Linked DNA regions of Mus musculus: region 2 is linked to region 1. Evidence: chromatin contacts called from public promoter capture Hi-C data. All regions are on one chromosome and are shown on one strand. The core of a region is the stretch at or near the end of the contact, and the rest is flanking DNA. Distances in the headings are between cores, read along the strand shown.

Region 1 (2,579 bases), core at 31-2,530:
GAATCATACCTTCAAATATGCTTTCACCCATAAGTTCTGTAAAACAACCAAACCATCACTGGATTGTCAACTTTCTATAATGTCCCAGGCTACCCCGTAACAAGGAGCAAGGGTGTACCTAACATCCGCTAATAATTTGCCAACCACACAACAAACCATGCAGCTTGTTATCCACAGACTTACCATGCAGCAAAGCACACCTGTAAGAAACACCAGGCGAAGTATGGAAAAACCCACTGTTGAAAGGAAAACAAACACACAAAAAAACTGAACCCCTGTAGTATGCCATTGTATTCAAAGCTTTGCCAGAAAGAAAAGAACACACACACACAGACACACACACACACACAGAGACACACACACACACAGACACACACACACACACAGAGACACACAGACACACACACACACACACACACACACACACACACACACACACACACACGAGTATTATCTCACCTTCCCCTTTTCTTAGCCTTATGGCTGGATGATTAAGATTGCCTCTTTCTAGAAGATTTAGGAATGCCTATTCATCTAACAAATTTGACTTAGCTTCTGTTTTGATCTGAGCATTGTGGTAGGCACCCTAAAGAAAGGAATTAATAAGTGCCATTGCCTGCCTTTGAATTGCTCACCATGACAAAAGGAGGCGCAGACAGCAGTAACCAACCTGTCCAAACACACAAGGCACTACTGGAAACTATGAAATATATGTTGTCTCCAGGGTCAGGATCATAATTTTAAAATAAATAAATAAATAAACAAACAGGACTTCCCAGCTGCAAATCCTCATAAACAATCCCTTTCCCCCAGGACAACAGTCAATCTTTGGTAAGAAAAACAGGAAGCATCCAATTCAGGCTCCCGGTGGAAGGATGCAGGCTGAATATTCATTAGGGTGGGGGGTGGATGGGAGCAGGAGAAGGGAAATGGCAGGCAGCCAGGGACGCTCACTGCATCCCATCTCTCAAACTACCGAGATGTGGGTTTTTTTTTTCCCCTACAGCCTCCTTGGAAGAAGGACAGTGAAACTGTCCTGTTGTGATATGAAATATGACCACAATAACTAGGTTAGATAATAAACTATTCTTTATTTGCTAATAATTGTCAGCTCACAGGGTCTGTACACGTATTAACACTGAAACATTAAAAAAAAAAAAAAAAGAAAAGAAAAAAGAAAGAAACGTTTGCTTTCCACGCCGTCGTCGCCTAAGGGGAATAAAAAGAATTCGGAGGCTGCATAAAACTGTAATTATGATGCAACACAGCCAGGAGAGCTAACAAAGAATCTGCTTTCCCTTTGTGTTGTTAACTGAGTTAGTTCTTCCAACTTTCTGCTGCTGACAATGGTAACACTGGGCTTCGCTGAATGCTGGGTGGACAGGTAAGCCTGGGGGCAGGTGGCCCGAGGGGGAATGCACACAGCTGTGCTATAAGGCTGACTCTAGAAGGAGGATGGTCATCATTTTCCCTTCATTTCTCTGAAAAGGAAAGGAAGACATGTTTATGAGCAGTATAATTAACAGCTGGGTACCTTGTTGAATTAAGACATTATCACTGGATGAAGTTTTTTTAAAGGGGCAGCTAAAAAACTCCAAAGGCGAGTGACATGCTATTTCTCCTTTGGTGAAATTAGCCAATTAAAGTCAGATTTAGATGTGTGTGTGTGTATATATATATATATACACAAACACAGGTTTATTGCAAAGCTGCTGTCAGGTGTGTTCACTGGCCCCAATGACTGAGGCCATAAAAGTCACCATGGAAAGGGAAAGAGAGCAGAGGGGGAAGAGAAAACTCAGAGAAAGAGAAGGAGAGAAAGGAGAGACCAAAATGTCTGGATTACATAGGGAAGAGCCTCTGACAGAAGGGCAGCCCAGTCACTGGGCTGAAAAGTTCCGGGTTGGGAGCAGGGCATGCCATGTAGGGACTGAGGGATGCTGGGAGAACATGGACACCAGGTCTGCTTTGGTATGTAAAATATGTCCTAGGGTATGAAATCAAACAGTGACCCAGTGGGGAAGAAAAACGGACTTTACGATAAGAACTGAAAAATACTTGCTGGCAATGTTGAAGTAGAAGTTAAATGTATTTGGCTGAATTTCATAAAGGAAATCAATGTTCCCATTAGCTAAATCTAAGGTCATCTGAGTTCGTTTTCTAGTCCTTGACAATGTATAAGCTCCAACACCCCCATTCTTTCAGAGTGAGTCACAGCTGCCTCACCTTCCTTCCACCCCGCCTCTAGCCAGCATCCTTCCAACTCCCAGATGTGCACACAACCCTTTGTGTTCAGGTTTTTCCTCCCACATCTTCCTGGGGGAATAGGAGAGGGTGTGGCAGTGCTGGTCTGATTCCCTTACAGTTCCACTCTGGGGTCAGTCCCTCCTCTAGCTTTTAATGGGTGGCCATTCACACCGTGCTGGTTCCAGTGAGGTGGAGAAAGTTCCATGAGGCAATGCCACTACATCTGATATCACCTCCTCCCCAAATGATACTCAAGTGAAACTTCCCTCTCTCCCCACCCCCACAATATGTAGACAAAACCAATGTCTTCCTTCTCCATCCAGACTCATAAG
Region 2 (2,579 bases), core at 34-2,533, 1.1 Mb before region 1:
TCTTCCATAATGTGAAAAATCTATTGGATTTAATGATTTAGACTTCAGTGAAGGAAGCAGAAGTAAATCTTACATTAGTTTCTAAATTTCCTCTATATGAGATGGTAATTACTCAAATCCACACCAGGTACATGTATGCACAACACATGTTATCACTAATCACCAATAGTCACCATCCCCTGGTTGGGCATAGTACATATCATCATTAGTAGTCAGCACCTCCTATCTGGTTGGACGTGTGAGTTGAGAATCATTAAAAAGACTTGTACAGTCTTCCTACACCTGCTTTGAATATGCCCGCCCAAAGCCGGAGCTTCCCTTCAGCATTTTCTCAGTCAGTCGCTTCCAGATGATCCTAGGATCATCTGAAAGCCTGGGGAAGCCCTGATGTGCTTCTCCAACACGGGTGAGAAAGTCTGTGGTATGAAGGTGTTCATCTATTTTCTCTTGGAGTAGTAGTGACTGCAGTAAAGTTTTCCTTCGTCTCAGGAAGTCAGACTGAGCCAGCTCTGCTCTTTTGCTATTACAGCTGGGACACTGCGAAGAAATGTGTTGCGTAATCGCCCCTATGTACGCCAGAGTCGCTCTCGTGTTTTCCAAATAGATTCTGTTCCACAGTTCATCAGGGATCGTACAATTGAAAGCATCTACCTCTGAGGTCTCTGCAATCCATCTGAGCTGCAGCCTTTTGGGTCTGTTGCTTTTCTTAGCTCTTAAATCCTGTCTCTGGTGAATCAAGTTTACTTTTTTAGTACAAAAAGACTGCAGGGCATCCAGTTCTTCTGCGGATTCCTTAGGGATTTCTGGTGGGAGTCTACGGTCGGGTTGAGATCTTTCAGAATGAATTTCTTTGCTCTTGAGATGGTTGATCCACATTTCACTCAGCTTATTTTCATCCTTCTGTAAGAGTGAAAGTTCTGACTGCTCGTCTTGCTCTTCCGAACTTGTAGTCGGCGTTTTGGTCTCGACTGGGCTCTCAGAGGTGTGTGAATAGGATTGTAATTCTCCAGAGAAGCTGATGGAACCAGAACTCAGTACCTCATCTGCACAGGACCCGGGGAACTCTTCTGAAACTTGAGTAGCACAGACGTCCGTCTGGGCCGGGCCTCCGTGCTCTTCTTTTGAGTCCTCCGGCTTCTGAGCAGGTGGCCACCCCATTGTCTCGGACTCAGTTCCTCATCTGCTTTGCTCTGGTCAAAAATGGGTCTGGAACCAGTAAAGAGGAGCCGACAGGGCACAATCTTTGGTGTAGTTGAGTGCCGCGAGCTTCTTCTTCCGGGTATGCCTTTCCTGGTTGACATGGCAACGCGGGCCGGTCATGCGCAGTGAGTGGTCTCCGGTATCCCGCCCCTTTCCTGTCTCTTGCAGGAGCCCGTTCAACAGCTTTTAATTCAGCCCTCAGGCTGCTGTGTGTAATTCAAGGGAAAAGGTCGCAAACCTTTCAGGTCAGACCAGGTGTTGAGCATACGTAAGTCCCATGGAGACAGACAGATGGCACTTGACAAAAGAGATAACGCGTCTTGCCGCAAAATTTCCACAAAAAGTGCTATCTGAAGTCCCCAGTAATACATACCTGTTTTAGAGCCAAGGGAGAAGCTGTTTGTAGATTTGCCTTAGAATAAAAATGGAAATACTCACAATATTCTCTAAGGTCTCTCCACAGTCTCTCAAGGCTCCTGAAAACCCTCGCAGATTCCTCAAAACCACAGTGTTAGGTGCTGTCCCTTCCAACTGCCAGATCCATACCTTCATCTCTAGATGTTGTGCTGTATGGCTATTACCACCTACAAGATGCTTTACACGGAGGGTTCGGGTGCATTTCCTGCATTCTGTATATCTGAGTCTCTGAGGATAAAGCCTAAAGATGCAGCCTGCTCAAGAAATCTGTTAGTGTGCTTAATACCACTTACAAAGGGACAGTGGGTTTTGTGACATGAGTAATTCCACTTTAAGAAAGTCTAAGTATCCTCCTATTTAATTTCAAACTCAAGCCCTTACCCAATGATACATCCCTCTAATACGGGGCTTTTAAAAGACATTGCCTCAGACCCAAATGCCATATAAAGGCACATGTTGAAAATCCTGATGATGACCCTAAAGCGCGCGCGCGCGCGCGCGCACACACACACACACACACACACACACTGGACTCTCAAATGCACTTTGTCTTCCTTCCCTGCATCCCTTCCGACACTGCCGACTCATCCTTGTGTGTCCTCACCCACTCCCTTACTTTGCCAAGGTCAATGGTCTGAAATATTCAAAGATAATCTGAGAAATTTGGTCAGCCTTCCTTTAAAGATAAGAACTTTCCAACTTCCTCATTTCGGCCAAATTAAAGAAAGCAGAAAGACAATTGTGGATCTAAGGGATTTCCAGCAGGATTCGTGTTTTTATTCTAAATTGTTTCAAAATCCTCCCTCATGCTCCCATTCATATTTCCATATAATTCATTTTTCTCCCCACCCCCAACAAGGAATGTGTCTTTAAAGTACATCCTCTAATAACGTCCATGTGCTAATACCCAGGCTCATCCAACTTCTATCTTTTAGCACTGTAAGTTTATCTGTTTTTTAAAA

What was found. Promoter capture Hi-C pulls out the DNA fragments that hold promoters and counts their contacts.
Region 2: a contact with region 1 is called in a promoter capture Hi-C map of embryonic stem cells, with 3 times the contacts expected there. The contact joins the promoter of AI429214 here to the promoter of 5430403N17Rik in region 1. A contact is called at or near these places in 3 of 39 promoter capture datasets (the 3T3-L1 cell line, embryonic stem cells and stem cell-derived epiblast-like cells) and 1 of 9 other capture datasets (embryonic stem cells).

Annotation. Positions count from the first base shown.
Region 1 is chr8:35,881,658-35,884,236 of GRCm38.p6, reverse strand. It overlaps 5430403N17Rik (RIKEN cDNA 5430403N17 gene), which reads left to right and starts at 1,280. Exons shown (of 3, transcript NR_046181.1): 1 at 1,280-1,384.
Region 2 is chr8:36,992,279-36,994,857 of GRCm38.p6, reverse strand. AI429214 (expressed sequence AI429214) reads right to left here and starts at 1,283. Exons shown (of 1, transcript NM_001039220.3): 1 at 1-1,283. The coding sequence starts at 1,158. The coding sequence ends at 277. The region is part of intron 2 of G630064G18Rik (RIKEN cDNA G630064G18 gene); the gene reads left to right.